7 separate regions of the Mus musculus genome follow, and all the other regions are linked to region 1. The links are chromatin contacts, called in public HiChIP or PLAC-seq and promoter capture Hi-C maps. All regions are on one chromosome and are shown on one strand. The core of a region is the stretch at or near the end of the contact, and the rest is flanking DNA. Distances in the headings are between cores, read along the strand shown. Region 1 holds the start of Eif4b (eukaryotic translation initiation factor 4B). Region 2 holds the start of Ankrd33 (ankyrin repeat domain 33). Region 3 has its middle 19 kb from the start of Acvr1b. Region 4 has its middle 20 kb from the start of Nr4a1. Region 5 overlaps Krt80 (keratin 80). Region 6 holds the start of Krt7 (keratin 7). Region 7 holds the start of Calcoco1 (calcium binding and coiled coil domain 1).

Region 1 (3,007 bases), core at 135-2,634:
GTGATTACCACTTTTGTATGTGGTGCTCCATACTGAGCTAAGAAAAGTATTTCTGTCTTCTTGTTTTGTTTTTGTTTGGTTGGCTGGTTTAGGGGTTATTTTGTTTTGTTTAGTTTTGTTTTGAGACAGGGTCTGTGTGTATGTAGCCTTGGCTGACTTGGAACTGGATATGTAGACCAAATTAGCCTCAAACTCTCTATACATAGAGATTTGCCTTTGTCTGCCTTCCAACTGTAGGAATTAGAGATGTGTGCCAGCTGGGCATGGTAATGAATACTGTTAATCCCAGCATTCAGGAGGCAGAGATAGGTGGCTCTCTGAATTTAAAGTCTTGCCTGGTCTACATAATGAGTTCCAGGACAGCCAGTGCTATGTAGAGAGACCCTGTTTCAAAACACCAAATTAAATATAAGTAAATAAATTAATTAAGGGTATGTGCCACCATGCCTGTTTCTGCAAATCATTTTTTAAAGTATATTTATTTTTATTTTATGTGCATTGCTGTTTTGCTGCATGTATGTCTATATGAGGGTGTCAGATCCTTTGGAACTGGAGTTAGAGTTGTGAGCTGCCATGTGGGTGCTAGGAATTCTGGAAGAGTAGTCAGTGCTCTTAACCGCTGAGCCATCTCTCCAACCCCTGTTTTTATTTGTTTGTTTTTTGTTTGTTTTATGGTTTGTATGTTTTAGGGTCATAAAAAAATTTTAGGAGCTGGAATTGTGGCTCAGTGGCTAAGAATGTTCCCTGTTCTTGTAGAGGGGCAGGCCATCTGGAGTTGTACCCAACTGCCTTTTACTCTATTAGCCTACTTACCTGTAATGTTTATCATTTGTAGTATTTTATTCAAGGTAGTTTTAATCCCTTTTTATATCCACAAATGTCTGTTAAACAGTGCCTGGCACGTGGCTGGTGTTCAATAGTTTCACTTTTTGAAATATATATTTTTAAAAAAAATGAAGCATTCGCTGTAAGAAATGTGGCTAGCCACTCGGTGCTGGCCCTTGTCAGTCCATTGGAGGGTTAAATGAGGCAAAAGCCCATGGTTCAAATGTTACCTTCTTAATTGAAACCATTCTACGGAACATTATATTTTCTTTGTCTTTACAAAAAGTGATTTAAAAAGAAACTCAGAATCTTCCCTTCGGAAAAAATCAATTGTGGCACACCCATTCTAGATTCCAAGTCCACTCTGTTCCATAGAATCAGCAAGTGCGACCCCGCCCTTCGCGCCGATCCAGCACCCACAAGTCTGTGCGCCAGGAGACTCCGCCCCGGGCGCAGATCGGACCGGACGGCCGCGCCGGGCCCGACGTAAAGCGAAGGGTTTCGCGACAGCTCAGACTCCACCCCTTCGGCCACATGTCGCGCAGGTCTTCCCGTCGGACGCCGCGCCACCCCCTCGCGCTGCTTTACGAACCCAGCGCGGCGGCGGCGCCCCGCCTTCTGCCTCCGTCCTCGGCTCCCCGCCCCCTCCTGGTTTCACGTCTCCAAGCCCGTCGCGCCCGCTATAATCACGTGACTGCCTCATCCGGGTCCTTTGCGTTCTCTCTCCCTCTCCCAACATGGCGGCCTCAGGTGAGTGAGCGGCCGAGCGTGGCCAAAGACCAGGCTCGGAAACAGCCTCCGGGCTTGGTCCGCTCCTTGCTGGAGGTCGGGGGCAGGAGGCACCGGCTCCTTTCGGACCTGGGGGCAGCGGCAGGCTAGCGGCATGGCCGCTTGAGGTTACCGCCTCGGGATGTCTAGGGGGAGGGGAAGGCCTTCCCCTCCCCCTCACACCCTTTTCACCCCGTTGCGCGAGGTTGGAGTAGGCAGAAATGGTGGACCCTGCCTTCAATTGGAGGAGGCAGCACAGAGAGACGTGCGGGAGGCGCGAGGCTCTCAAAGGCGTGAAGCACCGCGCCCGCGCCAAGGCGCGGGTGGAGGAAGGAGGCGGTTGGCGCGCGGACCGGAACACATTGGGCCGGGTCTCCAAGGCGCGAGGCCGTTGCGGACCCTCGTGGGGGCGGGGGGGTGCAGTTAGAACGCGAGCGCGAGGCTGTGGAGGGGCCGATGAAAGCAGCGGTGCGCGTGCGCGGCACGGGCGACGAGGCGAGGTGGTGGAGAAGGCGCGCCTCAGAAACACGCGCTGCTGGACTCCAGATGGGAAGCCTGGATGGACCTGGCTTTTGCTCGTTTATGACCTTGTACTTTAAGCTTTAGTCGGTTTGGGAGCGTGGCACGGCCGCTGTACTCCCAAGCGAACGCATATTAGGTTTGGCCCCACTATAGTTGGGGGTAGGGAACCCAGGGTGCTCCCACGTGTTAGGTGCTGTAGGGATAGACACCTAGATTTCTCCTGTGCCTTTTTCTTTCCACCTCTTGATTCAACCAACAGTTTTTATTGAGTGCACACTATATGCCAGGCAGAGGTGGGGAAGGAAATCGGGGCGTTGCATTATATAGAACTTCCATTTTTTGGGTAGTTTTAGTGTCAGGATTCAGCTTTTGTCATTTTCCCAGATAACTGGGAAACTTCCAGAAGGTGCTATTAAAATAGTGGCTAGAGGTTCTGCGTGCGTTTGTTTGTTTGGTGGAATGTATATTCCCTGCATTGCAAGTGAGGTTTGTGGAGGTCGTTTCGGGTTTTGTTTTTTTGTTTTGTTTTGTTTTCCAAGTTTTTTGCTTTTTGGGTTTTTTTGGCATTTGCAGTGGACCTGTGAATACCAGAGGGCTTTTAGACACCCAGCATTAGTTTTCGTTTTAGTTTATTTTTTATAGCATAATCTGTTAAAAATACCTTTTGGATTGCTGTGCCTAAACTGTGCGACAAGGTCTCTCATTTAGCTCTTGACTATCTGACCAGGCTTGCCTTGGGGTTGTTGGGATTAAAGGTGTTTAGCAACACGCCTGGCAACATTCAGTGTCTTAACCAGAAGTCCATCTTTTCTAATATTACAAGGAAATCGGGTTCTGTCTTTGGAAAACTTTCTCACTGAATCTACTGCCTTCGGCCATGAGAACTTCCTTT
Region 2 (3,007 bases), core at 147-2,646, 960 kb before region 1:
TGGGCTACATAAGAGTCTTTCTCAAAACAAAAGACTAATAAAACCAACAAACACAAGAAACCAGACAATAGCAATACACAAACACAAATCAACATTTTACTTTTAATGAAGTGTACATGTTCAGTGATTATTAGCACCAATGAGTAAAGAGCGGAGGAGTTGTGCAGGAACCAAACTGTGAAAGAAAAGCAAAACGATGCTGGAAAGCAGAGCCCCGCAGTGTGGAGAGTGCGACACTCTGAGCGCTAAGTCACTCAACTTATTAATCTTAAAAATGACAGTACAAAAGTACTGTTACTTTAATACATCATTTTAAAATGCCATACTTTACTTACCACCTCAGATCTAATCCATTAAAATTAATACATCATAATTTTTCTTTTAAAATTTATTTTATTTTAATAATTTAATAATTTATGTTTGCAGGCATTTTTCCAGTGCCCGTGTCTGTGCACCATGAAAGCACAGTACCAGCACAGACCAGAAGAGGGCATCAGATCCTCTGGCACTGGAGTTACAGACAGTTGTGAGCTACTCAGTGGGTGCTGGGAACTGAACCACGGTCCTTTGGAAGAGCAAGCCAGCGTTCTTAACCGCTGGGCAGTCTCTCCAGCCTCCTGGAAACTCTTCATGTTTTGATTTCTTTGGGTAAACTGTAGTGCATACCTCCCCATTCATCTTTATTTAATGCCTACACCTTCCCCATCCATAGCCCCTTCACCCAAATCTACTCCTTTGAAGTGGAAGGGATCTCTGTGTACTGACTGGTTCTGTGTGTCAACTTGACACAAGCTGGAGTTATCACAGAGAAAGGAGCCTCCCTTCAGGAAATGCCTCCATGAGATCCAGCCATAAAGCATTTTCTCAATTAGTAATCAAGGGTGGAGGGCCTGTTGTGAGTGGTGCCATCCCTGAGCTGGTAGTCTTGTGTTCTATAAGAAAGCAAGCTGAGCAAGCCAGGGGAAGCAAGCCAGTAAGTAACATCCCTCCATGGCCTCTGCATCAGCTCCTGCTTCCTGACCTGCTTGACTGGCTTCCTTGGTGATGAACAGCAGTATGGAAGTGTAAGCTGAATAAACCCTTTCCTCCCCAACTTGCTTCTTGGTCCTGATGTTTGTGCAGGAATAGAAACCCTGACTAAGACACTCAGGCTCCACAGCTGGGTGCCAAGACCTCCATAATGCTTCTCTTGCAAGGCCATATCTAAGTGCAGCTGACTTCCCACGATGAAGGGAGAAAGATCAGCCCGGAGGAATTCACTCAGCTCTGAGCCTGGAGAAGCTGCCACCATCCAAGTCTAGCAGGATCTTAGGGCAAGGATTGAGCAATGGCAGAGAGTACAGTCACCCCCCAGCCCCCCAATCCCTTCCTAACCCGCTTGACCTGGCTCAGCTCTGAGGTGTTTATGGCAGCTTTCTGCAGGCACAGCCATCTGTCACCTGCCTTGTTTCTTGGTATCAGCTACCCCACAGAAGGGCTAGTGAGCTTTTGAGGTGTGGGGGTGGACTGAGCCACAGGCTGGCCCTCTGCTGTGATGGAGACCCTAGAGTCCCAGGTAAGGTTGGGGGATGGGAAATGATAACCCCTGTCATGAGCTTCCTTGAGAACCTGACCTACATACAGTAAGATGCTTGGCTACCTGTCTTGGGTCTAGGCAGAGGTGAGACACCCTCCAGGGTAAAGGTTTGTCCTGGGGAGACGGTGCAGCTGCAGGGACTTATTCACTCAGGGTTGCAGGAGGAACTGCTCCTTGGCGTTTTGTCATAGCTGCCTGCTGAATAAAGAGGGACTCGGGCCGGCGGCAGAGGAGTCACTATTGCCCCGAGAGGACTGGACATGTCTGAGGCCCTGCCCTTCCCCAGCAACAAGACCTCAACCCCTGAATGCAATTTGAAGACACTGTACTGGGCATGTGTCCACAATGACCTTGCTGAGCTCCAAGCCAGGCTGGACGCTGGTGTGTCCCCAGAGGAGGCCTCCCAAGTGGACAGCAACGGGAGGGTGAGATGCCCCAGGGCTCACCAGAACAGTTGAGGACAGTCCAGGCTTCATACATAACATCCTGGTCTGGGTCCCCAGAGAGTCACAGAGTCATCCCCACTCTAGATGGGTGAAAACCATCTTGACAGGGGTTGGGATAGGCCCTGGGGGAAAACAGACTTAGGAGGGAAAGGAGGTCCTAAGAAGAACTTAGTGGAAAGTGGGGGTCCAAGCTGCTCTGTCCCCTAGACAGGCCTCATGGTTGCATGCTACCATGGCTTTGGTTCCATTGTGGCTCTGCTCAGCTGCTGTCCTTTCCTGGATGTGAACCAGCAAGACAAAGACGGGAACACAGCCCTCATGCTGGCTGCCCAAGCAGGTGTGAGACACAACGCCCCACCCCAGCCCACACCTACCCCACCTTCACCCCCAACTCCATCCCACCCTCACTCCCAGCCATTAGGACAGCAGCCCCAAACCTTGCACAAGAGTCTCCCAGGCCAAGCTTCAGCATTCCCTTACCTTGAGAGACTAGCTATGTGGTCCTGTCTCTGCAGGTCACATGTCTCTTGTGACTCTCCTGCTCAACTACTTTGCTGGCCTGGACCTGGAACGCAGGGACCAGCGGGGACTCACAGCTCTGATGAAGGCTGCCATTCAAGATCGCTCCGAGTGTGTAGTTGCCCTCCTTATGGCAGGTGTGCAATGGCAGGTGTGCAATGGCAGGTGTACTATGCCATATGTGCTTTGCCAGGTGTGCTATGGCAGGTGTGCAGTGGCAGGTGTTCTCTGCCAGGTGTGCGCTGGCAGGTGTGTTCTAGCAAGTATGCTCTGACATGTGTACTATGGCAGGTTGCTATGAAAAATGTGCTGTGGCAGGTGTGCTGTGGGAGGTGTGCTGTGGGAGGTGTGTAATGGCAGGTGTTGTATGGCTGCTCATGTAGGTGTGAGACACCACACTCCCACCTCATCCCACAGCAATCCCACCCTTACCCCCAACTCCACCCCATCCCCACTCCCAGCCATT
Region 3 (3,007 bases), core at 147-2,646, 920 kb before region 1:
TGGAGTGACCTGCTTTAGCTCAACAAACACAACGTTCATTCATAATTATCTGTTCCCTCCCACCAGGTCCCCATTCCAGTCAGGAGAACCTCATCTCCCTGGCTCCCAAGACCTCTGTCAACTGCTCCTCAGTTCCCAGCATGCTTGGCTAGGCCACTGGGCCCTGTTCCTATTCACCCCCCTGGTTCTGGCCCATCCAGTTGGAAAAGCTCCCCTTATTTCATTGTCCTGCTCAGACCTGCAAATGTAGCTAACAGGCCTCTGACCTGCAGCCTGGGGCCACAGTCCCCCTCCCCCCCACCATCCAGCCACATTGAATGTCTTCTCCAGCCCTTAGTTCCTTTTGCCTCAGGGCTTTTACATACTGTCCCCTTTGTCTGGGACATGCTTAGCCTGGCTACCTGGCACTCATCAGTAATAAGCACGTGGGAGGTGAGATGGAGTGGACCTTGAAGGGTGGCAGGCATGAATGTCAATTCCAGCTCTCTCAGCTACATAACCTCATGTCTGTCGATTAACTTCCCAGGACTCATCCATAGGGAAGGGCGTAGCAAGACCTAGAACTCCTAATGTGTATTGGTTTTTTAGCCATCTGACCTACCCCTACCTATCTGAATTCTATTCCTTCTTCCTCATGCATGTACAGATGGCAGTGAGCCCCAGAAAGTACATAGGCAGCACAGCATGGCATAACCCACCCCCACAGGCACCCCACAGCCCACCCTCACATGCACCCCACAGCTCACCCCCACAGGCACCCCACAGTCCACCCCCACATGTACCCCACATGCATACCATAGTCCATCCCTACAGGCACCCCCACAGACACTCAACAGCCCACCCTCACAAGCACCCCACAGTCCACCCCTAATCTCCTAAACTAAGCCCTGGAGTCCAGGAAGACTCAGTGCTAGGTAGCAGAGAGGGCAGATTTGAGTAACAGACTGGAGCAGAGGAAGCAACGCCCAGAGAGGAAGAGGCTGCCAAAGGGAGGGCTCTTCAGTATCTAACACCCTTGTTCTAGTGCCCAACTGAAGCCAACTGAATTGTGAGAAACTCCTGCATTTCTAGCCAGGGAGGAGGAAGGGGGTTCCCTGGATTTCAGTGAAGTCTTAAGTGACTTATATATCTTGTGAAACAAGCATGGTTGAGGCTAGGGCTGTGGCTCATCAGTAGAGTACAAAGCACACACAGAGCCATGGGCTCAAGCCCCGTGGTTACATAAAGCCAGGCCTGGTGGGTGGGGCATGCCCTCAACCCCAGTACTTTGGAAGTAGAGGCAAGATCTGGAGTACAAGGTCAAACTCAGCTACATAGTGAATTTGAGTCAAGCCTGGGCTACAGGAGACCTTGCCTCAAAAGCAAGCAAGCAAACAAAATTCATTGTAAAAATGAGGAAATGAGCCAGGCACGGTGGCTCATGGCTATAACCACAGTGTGTGAGAAGCTGGCGGGAGACCACTGCTGTAGATTTGAAGGCAGCGTGGTCTACATAGTGAGTATGGGGACTCCTCGGACCAGGTCACGAGAAAATAAAAATTAAAAAGTTTAAAGAAATAAAGCCATAAATGAGGTGTTTACATATATAGTAGCCACTAATAAGTGGGGCTGTGCAGTGAGCCGATTCTCTCCCCCTCCTTCTTCTCTCCCTCCCTCCCTTTCTTCTCTCCCTTCCCCCTTTCTCTTCCCCCTCCCTCCCTTCTCTCCCTCCCTCCCTTTCTTCTCTCCCTCCCTTTCTTCTCTCCCTCCCTTTCTTCTCTCCCTCCCTTTATGCATGTGTTACACCCTCCCATCCTCTTCTTTCATCTTTCTCTGCCTCCCAGTCTTTCAAATTCCTTTACCCCTTCTTTTTACATTTTTCCCATACAATATATTTTGATCATGTCTCCCCACCCCACAATACCTCCCAGACCCTTCCCATCTCCTACCCACCCAATTTTATTCTCTTTCTTGAAAATAAAGTCCAAGAACAAACCCACAAAAATTAAAATTAAAAGAACCAATGAGACATACATATTGCGCATATATATATATATATATATATATATATATATATATATATATCCACCAAAACAAAGCAAAATGAAACAAAAAGTCCACACAAAAAAAGTGGAATTTAGTTTTAGTTTGAATTAGCCAGCTACTGCTGGGCATGGAGTCTGCCCTAGAGTGGTTGATAACGCCCAGTGAGACTCCATTGGAGAAAACTGATTTCCTCTTTGGCAGAGAGTATCAATTACAAATAGCGTCGTGGTCGGGGTGGGACCCCATGTCAACTTTCCCCTCTCGGTTCTGAGACCCCATCAGGCTTGAGTGTGTGCTGATCTTGTGGAAGCTGCCGGGGTCTCTGAGTTCATGTGGATGTCAGTCCTGTTGTGTCTGGGATACATTGTTTCTTTCGAGTCCTCCAACACCTCTGGCTCTTATAATCTTTCCACCTCTTTTTCCAGGCAGATCCCTGAGCCTAGAGGGGAGGGGTTTGATGGAGACATGCCATTTAAGACTGACTCCCAAGTCTCTCACTCTCTGTCCACTGTCCACTTGTGGGTCCTGGTGGTTTGAATGAGGATGGAGCCTGTGGGCTCATGTGCTCTTCAGGTGGTGGAACTATTTGGGAAGGACAAGGAGGTGCAGCCTTGTTAGAGGTGTGGGCTGCCATTCCCAGTTAGCTCTCTCTGCCTCATGCCCGTGGGTCAATAGGTAAGGTCTCAGCTACTGCTCCAATGCCAGTTCTTGCTTGTTGCCGCGCTCCCTACCATGTGGGTCATGGACTCTAGCCCTCGGAAGCTACAAGCCCCAAAATTAAATGCTTCTTTCTATGTTGCCTTGGCCATGGTGTATAATCATGGCATTAGAAAAGTAACTCAGACCTGGGTCTCTGTGTTAACTCCTATCTACCAAGAAGAGTCTCTGATGAGGATAGTGTGAATCTCTCTGGTTTAACATACGAGCAGTCATTGCATTGCTATGTTCCTGTAGCAGAATTATAGCAGGTTTCCCTCTAGGC
Region 4 (3,007 bases), core at 278-2,777, 830 kb before region 1:
ACTCCACTGAGTGATCTTTCTTATGCATCTTGGATACTCCAGGACTCCCCAGAATGCCAGCATCCAAGGAATTCAAGTTCTTTGTGCAGAACGCTTATAATCTTCACATATAAGTTGCACATATTATTCACTATAATTACTTATTTAAGTTTTAAGATAGTCTTACTTTGCCGGTGGTGGTGACACACGCCTTTAATCCCAGCACTCGGGATGCAGAGGTAGGTGGATTTCTGAGTTCGAGGCCAGCCTGGTCTACAAAGTGAGTTCCAGGACAGCCAGGGCTACACAGAGAAACCCTGCCTCAAAAAAATTAAAAAAAAAAAGAAAAAGTCTTACTTTATAGCTCAGGCTGGCCTCAAATTCAAGATTCTCTTAATCCTAGCCTCTTGAGTGCTGGGATTATAAATACAAGACACCATACCTGGCTCTGCTCTACACTGTAAAGCTCTGCACTAGGGATAGTGTTTAGTGTGGTGAATGTTATGTGTGTTATTATAACGCTGAATTATTTAGGCAATAGTGACAAGAACAAAACCTAGATAAGTCCAGTGCAGATGTAGTTTTGTCTTGTTTTCCTGAAACATTAGAACCCACCCCTGAAAATGACATTTATTTCTGGAGAAGCCTGGTCAAGACACCAAAAGCTCCCTGAGCTCTGACTACCTCCTGGGTAGCTTGGTTCTCCCTGGCACCTTCTCCTGGGGTTTGACCTGAGCCATCTGGGAAGCATGGTTCAGCAACCTCTCTATCTTTTTTTTTTTTTTTCTTTCTCCCCTCCTACCTCCAAGTGGTCTTATTTTTTGTTATACTTTAAAAAACAAACAAACAAACAAACCCCAAACAAACAAATCCAAACCTTAAACATCTACTTATTTTATGTCTGTAAATTTTTGCCTCTGTGTATGTATGTGCACCCCGTGCATGCCGGGTACCCACTGAGGTTAGAAGAGGGCGTTGGAACCCCTAGACTGGAGTTAATGACGGTCGTGAGGACCCAAATCTGGGTCCTCTTAGAGCAGCTGGAGCTCTGGACAGCCGAACCATTTCTGCAGCCCTTCTGTTTTGCTTTTATTCGGGGCAGGGCTTCTTGTAGCTCAGGCTGGCCAACTCCCAAATGCTGAGATTACAGGCCTGGGCTACCACGCCCAGCAATTAACTTCATTTTTGCACCATTGCTTGTGTGGGTCTAACGGAAAAGGGCCTAAGAATTGAGGACATTCACCTTTAATCGCACTCCGTGCCCCTCGGGACTGTCTGGAACAGATTTGGATGCCAAGTCTCCAAGCCAGCCGCGCTACGAGTTTCCACACACCCCCACCCACCTCCTGCCTGGGCCAGGCCACCCCCACCCGGGCAATGACGTCTATTTGCATGCACCAGCGCCAAAGGAAGCGTTGGCTCAACGACGATTTGCATGCTCTCACGCTATTGGCTGCGAGGGCGGCGCCGCAGCCAATGGCTGCAGCGGTGTTTACAGCGCGGCTTGGGTGATGTAATGGAATCCTGGCTAGCCCGCCGAGCTCCCTGCGGACTGCGCGGTGACGTAGCGGCTTCCCCGACCGCACCCGGCGTGCAGGGCCTGGCGCGGGCAGTAGGGGCATGGCTCGCCCGAGGCTCGGTGCTGCCCCGCCGCCCGCCGCGTTCCTTCCGGCTTGGTGTTCCGGTGGCGGGACCAGGGAAGGGAAGCTCGGGCCAAATCCGGTCTCGGGCGAGGTGACAGAAATTTGGAATCTGACACCGGAGGATGGCTGAGCTCCGGCTCCTCTGGGAGTGCAATTACGGACTTCGCACTTTGTCAGCCACGCAGCTCTACAGCCTTTGCTGTTGTCTGCGGGTGTCTGTGTGTGTGTGGGGAGGGGGGGGGGCGGGGCGGTGAGAGTGATTTTGTAACTCTAAAGTTACAGAGGGTTTTGTTGTGTTTTTAATCAAGAGCCCTGGTTTTGATTTGTGGGTAATCTTTCTTTAAACCTCGCCCATTTCCGGCCTGGTGACCTGGGCCACTTTCTCATGTTGACCCAGATGATCCTCAGTAGCAAGAACAAAAGGACAACAGATGTGGAAACACTCAATGAAGCACAGGAAGGGAAGATGGCCTCTCCACCTCCAATCCAGTGGCCTTCTAGAACTCTGCAGTCCTTGCAATAGTCTTGGGTGACCCCATTTATTTTTTTTTATTTTTTGCCTTTGAGTGTATGCTTAAATGTGGGGAATGGCGGGGGGACCCCAGCCAAGTAGTTATTGATCCTGAGGCTGAGGAAGGGACCTATGAAGGGAATCCCCTTTGCAGTCCCAGGCAGGGGAGTCCCTCTGGGCCCAGTGGGTTAGTTAACCCCTCCACATCCTCTAACCCAGGCAGGGAGGATGTGAGGTAACATACTGGCTCCTCAACTATAAGCAGCTGAATCCAGGTCACCAAGTATGCTAGATGGCCTTGGGCCTTGTGGCTCAAGGTGGCTTACTGTTTTTCACCCTTGGGACTTCCATCTTGTCCCTGTCTCATACCCTTGAAATTCCGGACAGCCTAACCTCCATGGGGTGTTCTTTCCATTTCTAGGCCTTTTTCCACACTATACCCCACATTCTTTTTCTCTAGGGTGGCCCCTCTTCCCTCATATATCCTTCCTTACTCTTAATCTGTCTTGACTGTGTAGATATCCCCTCATAGTAAAACTAGCTGCTGGGCTTTTTGTCTCCGTGTCTTTTTTTTTTTTAAGACTTATTTATTTATTTATTTATTTTTTTGTATATGAGTACACTGTAGCTCTTTTCAGACACACCAGAAGGGGGCATCAGATCCCATTACAGATAGTTGTGAGCTACCATGTGGTTGCTGGGAATTAAACTCAGGACCTCAGGAAGAGCAGTCAGTGCTCTTAACCGCTGAGCCATCTCTCCAGCTCTTGTCTCCCTGTCTTAGGAACCCTCCAGGGTGTGGGCTAGTACCAATGAGGACTGCATCCCTAACTGCTCCTAGAAGCCCAGCCTTACAAAGGACTGAGTGGTTTAC
Region 5 (3,007 bases), core at 310-2,809, 720 kb before region 1:
TTGGATGAATAGAATATACATCTCTGGGTAATGGCAGGCTGACGACACTGACTGGAATCAGGATGACAGTCCCCGAAGTCCCAACATGGCTCCCTGCAAATGGGCACCTGCTAGGACAGTTTTAGAGATGTAGTTCTGGGAATCCCCTGGTGGGCACACAGTGGAAACCAGTGAGTGAGGATCATGGATATAGCCTCACACCCTTCATCTCAGGCCTGACTTGGCATCTGGCCCACGAAAGTCCAGGGCCTGGCCAGGAGATGCTACAAAGGACAGGTCTTCCCTGTTGGGGCTGAGGGATGGCTGACACTGATGGCACCACCTCAGACCTTTCTGGAAAGAAGCAGGCGAGGCAGAGTGAGATAAACAGAAGCAGGAAGTGATGTTTGGAACAGCTGTGTGCCTGTCCAGACACGCTGTCCCTCCGGGAAGGAGGGTATAACAATGCTTGCTTGTGTGGTGAGGTGCCACCTTGGGGTGGGCCCCTAACACCCCAAGTTGGCAAGAATTGCGCCACAGTATAGTTTAGAGTTTCTCTAGGGAGCTGGAGTTGGAGGAGGTTGCTGTGTATATGTCTGTCTCACAGTGTTACCCCCTTAGGGGCACCGAGGAGACAGTGGCTTTCCCGGGGAAACCAAGTGTTGCTTGGTAAAACAGCTCTCAGAGGCACTGTATTCTAAATGCGACCCCCTTGGAGTCATTAGGTGACTCTGATCAAGTTTTTTTTTAAATGCCCCCAAGCCTCCATTTCCCACCTGTAAAATGGGTGCCAGACAGAACTAAAAGCAGTTAATGCTTTTTAAATATTTACTCCATGGAAGACATTATTCTAAGTGCTTTAGGATCTGTTAAGAAATAATGTCTGGGCTGGGAGGTGACTAAGTGCTGGGCAAGGCTAAGACCTGAGTTTGAGTGCCCAGAACCCATGTAAAGCTGGGCACTTAGTGTGTGTCTGTAATCCTCCTGCTCCTAAAACTTTTGAGATGGGAGGCAGAGACAAGAGTGTCCCTGGAAGACTGAGGGCCACCTAGACCATCATGCTATGCTTTGAATAACAAAAACACCAGGCTCAGTCAGGGTGAAGGGGGAGAACTGACACCAGAAGTTCTCATCTGACCGCCACAAGCACATACCTACAGATGCACACACACACATGCACACAGAAACACATACACGCATGCATATACTCACACATGCACAAACTCACATACACACACAGGCACATACCCGCGCATGCACACAAACTCATACATGCATGCATGCACATACTCACATATGCATATATGCATGCACACACACATGTACACAGGCACACATGTGTATACACATGCAGGTACTCACACAAGCACAAATGTGTACGCATGCACACATGCACACACACTCCCAACAGCACAGTGCCTGTATTGTGCTTCCTATTTTACAGATGGTGAGATAGAAGCATGGAGAGAGAGAGAGAGAGAGAGAGAGGGAGAGAGAGAGATATTAAAGCAACCTGCTCTAGCCAGCTCTCATAGTTACTGAGCCAGGTTTTAAATCTGGCTACTCTAAAAATGTACTCACTCCGTCGTCATCCAAATCCACAGAGTGCTCAGGAGCATTAACTGTGAGTTGGTCTGGAGAACACTCGGCACGGTACCCAGACAATACTAAGTGATCAATACATAGTATCTAATGCCACAGTTGCTGTGATTGGCATGGGTAATAAGGCTGGGATCTAGACTGCAGGGCAGAGCAGCCTGTTCTGAACCTGTCTCCCTGCCAAAACCATTTAGATGGTGCTGGCACCTCTGCAGCCTCCTAGGAGACTGGCTGCAGGGGGCTCTCAGCTGATTCTGCCCAAATCTCCCAGGACCCAGGGCATCTGGGAATGGCAGGCAGTACTGAGACTAGACACATGCAGATTCCATGCACACTGCAGAGCTGACCAGTGGGTTCTACCCAGCTGTCTGGAAATGGCCTTGTAGCAATGTGCTCCCTGGTGCTGGGGAGAGAGGAAGGCTCCCCACTTTTTTGGAATTCGATAGGATATAGGTCTATAACACAAGGCTTTTCTGATCAGACCCAAAGTTGAAACTCAAGTGTCCAGGGCTCCGAGAGCTACTCATAGTCCACTGTGTTTTCCTGTCATGAGAGGGAGCTGTAGCCTATACCTCTGTTTGCTCAGGCCTGCTCTGTCCAGGAAGGGAGCCAGTCATTGTCAGTGGCTGTGGAGCATGTGGGACGTGGCTCATCTGACTGAAGTGAGCTACTGTAAGTGTAAAGTGTGCTTCACTTTACATTTTACACTTTGCAACCCTCTGGCTCAGAACTCATTGTATAGAGGCTGGGGCCTTGAACTTTCAATCCTCCTGCCTCTCTCTCCTCAGAGTTCAGATTATGTCTGACTCTGAACATTTAATAGGAGAAAGAAAAGTAAAATAGTCCACTAGTACTTATATTGATTATGAGTCAAAATACTCATACTTTGGATATATTGGATATTTGGATAATATAATAACACATTAAGGGGAATATGGCATTAAAATAATTCTGTCTCCCTTTTTGGGGATGGCAGCACTAGAGATGGTTGAGTCCTGGGGTTTCCTAGGGCCAGGGAAGCACCCTACTAAAAAGTTATAGCCTAGCCCAACTTCCTGTTCTAAAACATGGGTTCTAGAAAACACTTGCATGTCTTGGATTTTATTTCTGACAAGCAGCCTGGGCTTAGGGGCTCACTGGCATCTCTTTGGCAAAGGCCATTATGCACACAGAGTGGATTATAAAACCCACATCCTGGTGCCCAGCTCACTGGCCACCTTGGTGCTCACAAAAGTAGAAGCAACTGTTTACAGCTGGCCTCTGTGGCCACCTGCTTCTCAGAGGCTTCAGCCAAACACAGATGGGGTAAAATCGCCCCTCTACTGACATGTGCAGGCTGGTGCCCTGGCCATTGGTTCCTCAAACAAGATGGCGTGAGAACTACTGTTTACATTGTCTTTGGTAGTATATCTCTACAATACAGGGGAAA
Region 6 (3,007 bases), core at 184-2,683, 660 kb before region 1:
AAGAATGTTCCAGGGAGGGGTAAGAGGCCCAGGGCAGATGTGGGGTAGGCTCAGGAATGAGGAAGTATTTCTCAAGCCTGTGTGTGGTGGTTATAGGGGGCCGAGGCCTGGACTGAAGTGCCCAGGTACTTTTGTCTGTGTGCTTCCCAGCTCTTGTTAGACCCTCATCCTGAAGGAGCTGTGGCTGAGGGGGCCAGGACCCGTCCAGGTCAGCGCACTAGCTGTGCCCTGCTGGGGCTCAGCTTGAGAAAGAGAAGGAGCTCTTGGTGTGGGTGAGAAACAACCTCCAAAGTGGGGGATGGGTGGCAGGGGCTGTAGCAGGATGGAAAGTGGGGTGCAGAGGGGGACAAAGGACTGAGGAAGCACCTTGAGGGGTAGGGAGTCTCCTTGAGAGCTTAGGGTTGTCTACCTGAAAAGGCAAAGCAGGAAGAATATGACATTCCCATCCTCCCCACCTAGGACGCCCCTAAAGGACCAGTCTCACTGCATGGAGCCAGAGGTGGGCTAAAGGCTGTCCAAGTGAGTCTGGGAAAACTGGAAGTCCAGGAGCACTCCGAGGAGCACTGAGCACACCACCACGGGTTACCACAGAGGCCAGTTTTAGTTGATTCCCTTGTCAGGCATAGCCTAGTGGGTTTGTAAGCAGGAAAAATGAGGCAGAGCAGGGAGGAACGTCTGGATGTGAACGGGAGACAGGACACACACATGTGCATACAAATGTGTTCAGTTGTGAATCCAGACCCCCCATGCACAGACTGCACTCATATACACTCACACTAGTGTGTTAGGGGTATGAGGGCACAGAAGGGTACGCACAGCCATCCCAGGAACCCATACAGTAGTTTGAGGAGGGGGTGAGGCAAGCCCTCTGAACTTGGATGGTGGGGAGGGCGCAGTTACTGAAACAGCTCTTCCCAGTAAGGATCGTCACAGGGCCAGGTTACTCAAGAACTGAGCTGAGCTCTCCAGTAGCAGCTGGGCCAGGAAGGAGAGTCCTAGGAAGCCTAGGGCTTCCCCAGCCAGTGGGTGAGGGGTTTCAACTTTCAGCAGGAGCTAAAGTTTGTCAGGCACTTCCTTTTGTAGCACTTGGCTTTCCTACTGGCCTCAGGAATCTAGGTATTCACTCCTCATACCTGCTCTAGGAAGCCTTCTCCTGCCAATTGTAAGGTGGTCTCTTTGCGGTCCAGAGATTTCTGGGCTGTGGGTATCTTGGACAACTTGCCTGAGGTGTGGGTGTCTCACGACGGCGTCTCGGCCTCCTGCAGACACTTCCCGAGTGGACGAAGAGCCTTGGGCGGCGGCTGGGGGCGGTGCGAGGGCAGAAGGCAGGCGGACAGGAAGGCCCTGGCTGCAGAGAAAGGTGGCCAGCGGCCAGCCCCGCCCTGTCCCCACCTGTGTGCGCTCAGCCTCCGCCCCGCATGGAGGAATAAAAGGTCGCAGACTGCCTGAGGTCAGGGAGTTCGCGCTGCTCCTCGCCTCGTCCAGCCAGCTGTGTCCAGCCGCTATGTCCATCCACTTCAGCTCTCGCTCCACTGCTTACCCGGGCCGCGGGGCTCAGGTGCGCCTGAGCTCGGGCCGCGCCAGCTTCGGCAGCAGGAGCCTCTATGGCCTGGGCTCATCAAGGCCTCGTGTGGCCGTGCGCTCCGCTTATGGGGGCCCGGTGGGCGCTGGCATCCGCGAGATCACCATCAATCAGAGCTTGCTGGCGCCGCTGAGTGTGGACATCGATCCCACCATCCAGCAGGTGCGCCAGGAGGAGCGCGAGCAGATCAAGACCCTCAACAACAAATTCGCCTCCTTCATCGACAAGGTGAGACAGCCTCAGTCGCACGGTTCTTTCCGGCCACGCCTTGCCCTGGGAGGCTGGTGTAGGTCTCTTTCCTCTTGTGTCTTCGGTGGGCTCTGTATAGTACTTCTCCTTACACCCTCCTTTAGTCTCCAAACTCCGCTCTGCCAACAAATGGCCTTGGGCCCCTCCCTTTCCTCAAGGACTCAAGGATTGCCCCCAAGTTCTCTCCAGCTTCCATAGTTGACTGGTCTCGGGGGATTTGGAGCCACTTTGTAACAGGTGTGAGGCTAGGAGCTCTGGAGGCCAAGGCCAGCAGTTAGTTCTTTGGTGTCTGGGTCCCTTTCCCTGGGAGGAGGTTGTGAGGAGTCAGGAATGGGGTGGGATGACTCCTCCTTTCTCCATGGGAGAACTTTGTATCTGAGGTAGATGCTGAGAATAAAGGCCTGGCGGAGGGAGGCTTCTGCCCTACTTACCTGCCCGTTCCTCTACCTTTTTTGTTGGTAGGAGGTAAGGTTACCTCTGCCTTTGCAGATGGCTCTGTGGGAGACTGGGACTTGGGAGAGGGGCCCTTTGGAAGGTATCTCCCTGGCTGTCCATCCCAGTCATTCATGGGCATCTAGGAAGCTGAGGCCTGCAGTCCTGCCTGTCCCTCTGGCTAGGACCAATCCCTTGCTTCACCGTCTCCCTTCCAGTCCTCCTGCCTGTACCGTTCTGTCCCAGAAATCCTTAAAAGAAACTTCCCAGACTGCTCTAGCCCCACTTCCTGCTCTATGCTGAGCTGTGCCATCCTAATCCAGCTCATGATTCCTCAGGCTGCTGGTTTCAAGGGCTTTTCTTGCCTCCCACCTTCAGGCTGAGATAAGAGGAAGGAGAGAAGATACTGAGGAAGAAAGAAAAATTCCAGCGTGGAAGGAGGGGCCAGTCCAGTCAGTCCCCTAATACCCTCTCACCCCCAGCTTCAGAGAAGAAAGGGGCTATTTAAGGGGCAGAGGTAGAAAATACCATTGAAGCAGAATTGGCTAGGAACAGTGTACTCCACTAAGCCAAGCACATCAACTCCATGGCTTACACTTGAAATAGGGTCCTAGGGATGAGGGGTAAGCACAACTAGTGGGCACATGGGCTCTGCTGCACAGTGGTTCCAGACTTTTCAACATCTGTGGTAGTAGAGTCTGGCCCCTCAGGTTCCTCCTCTTCCACACCCCTCCAGGTACGCTT
Region 7 (3,007 bases), core at 172-2,671, 650 kb after region 1:
CATATGTTTGGGTTAATGGCAGGAGATAAGCAGATAAAATGGAGTTAGCTAGGGAGAACTAATTGGAAAATAGATAATAATAATAATAATAGCAACAACAACAATCAAGAGTTCAGGGGGTAGAATAGTTGGGTGGGTAGAGGTGCTTGCCACCAACTCAAGGTTGGGAGAAGAGAACTGATATCCCCAAGCTGTGCTCAGACTTCTGTACACCTATCTTCACACAGACACAGACAGACAGACACACACACACAGAAGTAAAAAAAAAAAAGTTAAAACAGAGTAGTACTCAGAGATGAATAAGAACAAAGTATGGATGGTGTACATGTTTGAAATGAAACTCACTGTATATTAACTTAAAAAAAAAATACACCTCAGTCCAGAGCGGGGAGGCAGCCCTTTTCTCTAGCCCACACATCTGCTTCCTGTGTCAGGTGCAGCTGATGTGTCCAATCAGACATCACCACTAGTCATATGCACACCCCCAAACATCACAAACCCACACCAGGCTGAGACAGTGGGGGAGGAACTTTAAAAGAAATTAAACACTCCATGGAGAAGGAAAGGTGGGCCAGCAATGCAATAGGAAACAGTTTCTTTGTCGGCTTTTTTTTTTTCATCTATGAAAAATCTCTCATTACAGCTACTCCGTGTTTTCTTCAATATAAGTCTTCTTAGGTTAGAGTGAGATCTGTCTCTAAAGTTCTACCCGTTGAGAACCCCAAACCCCTCCTTTCCCACAAAGACAATCTGTAACAGCTGCAGATATTCTTCAGAACTGAAAGTGTATGTGGTCAGATGCTGATGTTCAAATGCATTCTCTCTCTCTCTCCCTCTCTGTGTGTGCGTGTGTGTGTGTGTCCCCTCTCCACTGTAGGGCTCTCAGCGTTTTGGCGTTCCACAAGTTGGAAGTTTTCCCCTCAGGGATTCAGCGTAGTAAAGGCCTTTGGATCTTTGGATTTGGGTAAGAGAGAGAAGGTCTGTGAGGGCAAAGACTTGCCTGGAAAAGATTAAGCAAATATTTCAGTCCCTTCAAGCTTCCATAATCGGATCGAGCTTTACTGAGGAGGCCCCGCAAGAAAGTGAGGACAATGCGGGCTACTCCTCAAGGCCCCCCTTGAAACCAACAAAACCGAAACGTGGGGGAGGCTTCCTTAGTGCGTAAAGTATTAAAACCTAAACGCTCCTACCGTCCTCTTCTACAGTTCTCTCGGATTAGCCTTTCGCAGGCTGAGAAGCGGGCTGACCACCCCCGCGTAAGCCCACCCTCAGTTAGGCCAAGTTTCTTACCCCACGGACGGATCAGCTGTTCCCCTCACCTTTCACCAACAACAAAAACAGCACTCCGACTATAGGAGGGGAGGGGAAGAGTGACGCGAGAGCTTCTGGGGCTTGTGGTTCTTCTATGACTCGACACTGTCTACTTTTCTACCTGTGGAACTACATGTCCCAGGAGGCTGCGCGCGAGGGGCGGGGAAGAGGGCGGGGCGGTGATGGACTCAGCGTGGCATCCCGGGAGATGTAGTTCTTACTCCCGAGGCAGTTCAGGAGGGTGTGTCTTCCAAAGGACTTCACGGCCCATGATTCCTTAAGAAAGGGCAGGCTGATCTAGTGGAGGCTGCTGGTTCGTAGCATGCTTAGTGGGAGAGTTGACGGCTTTAACGCGTTCTGCACAGCTCTTTTCGGTGGGGCGGAACGCTTCCAGCACAGCCTTCTTGTTCGCTTTTACAAGATAGGCTGTAGTGTTATATCTACTTACAAAAGAAAAAACTTGTCTAAGGAATCCTCTAGGGTCAGGGCTATGAAACTGTAGAACTCTGCCAGGCCTCTCCCAAGCTACGAGCTACAGCCACCATGTTGTGGGTGGGGAAACTCACAGGGGTGGTAGTGGTTATTTATTTTTAGCTTGTTCTGACTTCAGGGTTGACAGAGCTTGTAAAAGTCTCAAAGCTTACTGTTTGGTTCCAGCTTGAGAAGATTTCCATGCCAAGGGGTCCGATAACACACACACACACACACACACACACACACACACACACACACACATACCACACCTGCACGTGCTCCCCCTGGAGTGGCTTCTGGGGCTAGGATTAGGGGACATAGCTTGAAATGGTGGCTAGGCTGTGGAATGAAAAGCATGCGGTTGAAGAGAGAGCTTGGCAGGACTGCCACAGCTCACAACAAGCTACTTAGAGAGGCTTGTTTGCCCAAGCCTTTTAACTGGCTTAAATTAATTAGAGCAACAATACAATTGTTGCTATAGGGTTGTTTTTTGTTTGTTTGTTTGTTTTGTTTTGTTTTGATAGGCGAAAGAGTCACACTGTTCCCACACCGCAGTCACTTAAGGACTTGAACCGTCCTCATCGTTGTGGGTGGCCTCCAACCCTGGAAGAGTTCAACCCCCCCCCCCTTTCTCAATATTAAAGGATTAAGTGAGATGTAATGCTACACACCTATAACCCTAGCAATTGAAGAGGCAGAGGCAGGGAGATCCTGGAGATTTCGATTCTGACTCAGGCTACACAGGAGACCCTGTCTCACAAATAAATAGTTATGCCGGAAAGACAGCTGTCCTCTCCTGGTTGGGTCCATTCTAATTATCTGTGGCAGTAGGTTCTGGCGGCGCCTCTTCTTTTACTTTTTTTTTTTTTTTGGTAGTTTTTTTTTTTTTTTTCCTTTTAAGATTGAATAGGGTATTTGATGCTGTCCTTGGGTGCCTTTCATTTGAAGATCTCCAAGCATTAAGTCACTGGGCTGCACAAACATTAAGATGACATGTCTGTGTCATTAGTCAGGATTTATGAGTTAGGGCACAAGCTGCTGGATGGGGAGATAGTTCAAGGTCCTGGGTTAGCTACGAGTGAAGCCTGTCCAAAGACTCAAGTCTCAAATGTTTATTTTGTCTGCATTCAGAATGAAAGCTTGTAAAAATCTCAGTCTCAAATAGAGCTAAGGTAATAACAACTTCCATGTTTGGGATGCTTACAGCGTTTTTAAACAGCCA

The links. Promoter capture Hi-C pulls out the DNA fragments that hold promoters and counts their contacts. HiChIP or PLAC-seq counts read pairs in DNA pulled down with a chosen protein or histone mark.
Region 2: a promoter capture Hi-C map of liver shows a contact between it and region 1, with 6 times the contacts expected there. The contact joins the promoter of Ankrd33 here to the promoter of Eif4b in region 1. A contact is called at or near these places in 6 of 39 promoter capture datasets (the 3T3-L1 cell line, 3T3-L1-derived adipocytes, embryonic stem cells and 3 more) and 1 of 115 datasets of contacts at active chromatin or transcription factors (astrocytes).
Region 3: a contact with region 1 is called in an H3K4me3 HiChIP or PLAC-seq map of bone marrow-derived macrophages, with 4 times the contacts expected there. The contact joins the enhancer-like site here to the promoter of Eif4b in region 1. A contact is called at or near these places in 1 of 39 promoter capture datasets (embryonic stem cells), 5 of 115 datasets of contacts at active chromatin or transcription factors (acute myeloid leukemia, astrocytes, bone marrow-derived macrophages and 2 more) and 4 of 9 other capture datasets (adipose tissue, embryonic stem cells, liver and 1 more).
Region 4: a contact with region 1 is called in a promoter capture Hi-C map of the SN4741 cell line, with 5 times the contacts expected there. The contact joins the enhancer-like site here to the promoter of Eif4b in region 1. A contact is called at or near these places in 14 of 39 promoter capture datasets (the 3T3-L1 cell line, 3T3-L1-derived adipocytes, the C10 cell line and 10 more), 4 of 15 datasets of contacts at CTCF or cohesin (CD8 T cells, the NIH/3T3 cell line and large pre-B cells), 25 of 484 Hi-C or Micro-C datasets (3T3-L1-derived adipocytes, CD8 T cells, LSK cells and 17 more), 31 of 115 datasets of contacts at active chromatin or transcription factors (the 230-238 cell line, the NIH/3T3 cell line, Th17 cells and 21 more) and 3 of 9 other capture datasets (adipose tissue, embryonic stem cells and liver).
Region 5: an H3K4me3 HiChIP or PLAC-seq map of forebrain shows a contact between it and region 1, with 7 times the contacts expected there. The contact joins the enhancer-like site here to the promoter of Eif4b in region 1. A contact is called at or near these places in 14 of 39 promoter capture datasets (the 3T3-L1 cell line, 3T3-L1-derived adipocytes, the C10 cell line and 9 more), 3 of 15 datasets of contacts at CTCF or cohesin (the NIH/3T3 cell line, embryonic stem cells and large pre-B cells), 25 of 484 Hi-C or Micro-C datasets (the 3T3-L1 cell line, the C10 cell line, the C2C12 cell line and 16 more), 14 of 115 datasets of contacts at active chromatin or transcription factors (bone marrow-derived dendritic cells, bone marrow-derived macrophages, cardiomyocytes and 10 more) and 1 of 9 other capture datasets (adipose tissue).
Region 6: a contact with region 1 is called in an H3K27ac HiChIP or PLAC-seq map of embryonic stem cells, with 5 times the contacts expected there. The contact joins the promoter of Krt7 here to the promoter of Eif4b in region 1. A contact is called at or near these places in 15 of 39 promoter capture datasets (the 3T3-L1 cell line, 3T3-L1-derived adipocytes, the C10 cell line and 9 more) and 10 of 115 datasets of contacts at active chromatin or transcription factors (acute myeloid leukemia, bone marrow-derived macrophages, embryonic midbrain and 5 more).
Region 7: a contact with region 1 is called in a promoter capture Hi-C map of pre-B cells, with 6 times the contacts expected there. The contact joins the promoter of Calcoco1 here to the promoter of Eif4b in region 1. A contact is called at or near these places in 5 of 39 promoter capture datasets (the C10 cell line, hematopoietic stem and progenitor cells, liver and 2 more), 2 of 484 Hi-C or Micro-C datasets (CD8 T cells and pre-B cells), 2 of 115 datasets of contacts at active chromatin or transcription factors (pancreatic cancer cells and regulatory T cells) and 1 of 9 other capture datasets (liver).

What each region holds. Positions count from the first base shown.
Region 1 is chr15:102,072,389-102,075,395 of GRCm38.p6, forward strand. It overlaps Eif4b (eukaryotic translation initiation factor 4B), which reads left to right and starts at 1,385. Exons shown (of 15, transcript NM_145625.3): 1 at 1,385-1,575. The coding sequence starts at 1,563.
Region 2 is chr15:101,114,348-101,117,354 of GRCm38.p6, forward strand. It overlaps Ankrd33 (ankyrin repeat domain 33), which reads left to right and starts at 1,397. Exons shown (of 5, transcript NM_001374225.1): 1 at 1,397-1,555; 2 at 1,768-2,001; 3 at 2,230-2,359; 4 at 2,538-2,678. The coding sequence starts at 1,837.
Region 3 is chr15:101,154,040-101,157,046 of GRCm38.p6, forward strand. No RefSeq gene overlaps it. Among named protein-coding and RNA genes, the nearest start is that of Acvr1b, 19 kb to the right of the region's middle. Within about 2 kb of position 1,397, at least 43 of the 459 cell types and tissues checked have an H3K27ac peak or open chromatin away from gene starts, as enhancers often do. A contact at or near this core is called in acute myeloid leukemia and bone marrow-derived macrophages, where this site is marked.
Region 4 is chr15:101,244,989-101,247,995 of GRCm38.p6, forward strand. No RefSeq gene overlaps it. Among named protein-coding and RNA genes, the nearest start is that of Nr4a1, 20 kb to the right of the region's middle. Within about 2 kb of position 1,528, at least 406 of the 459 cell types and tissues checked have an H3K27ac peak or open chromatin away from gene starts, as enhancers often do. A contact at or near this core is called in the 230-238 cell line, CD8 T cells, the HPC-7 cell line and 36 more, where this site is marked.
Region 5 is chr15:101,353,967-101,356,973 of GRCm38.p6, forward strand. The region is part of intron 4 of Krt80 (keratin 80); the gene reads right to left. Among named protein-coding and RNA genes, the nearest start is that of Gm35853, 3.1 kb to the right of the region's middle. Within about 2 kb of position 1,560, at least 12 of the 459 cell types and tissues checked have an H3K27ac peak or open chromatin away from gene starts, as enhancers often do. A contact at or near this core is called in cortical neurons and forebrain, where this site is marked.
Region 6 is chr15:101,410,970-101,413,976 of GRCm38.p6, forward strand. It overlaps Krt7 (keratin 7), which reads left to right and starts at 1,434. Exons shown (of 9, transcript NM_033073.3): 1 at 1,434-1,810; 2 at 3,000-3,007. The coding sequence starts at 1,505. Gm671 (a long non-coding RNA gene) reads right to left here and starts at 1,223. Exons shown (of 4, transcript XR_384459.2): 1 at 1,134-1,223.
Region 7 is chr15:102,720,757-102,723,763 of GRCm38.p6, forward strand. It overlaps Calcoco1 (calcium binding and coiled coil domain 1), which reads right to left and starts at 1,422. Exons shown (of 15, transcript NM_026192.3): 1 at 1,291-1,422.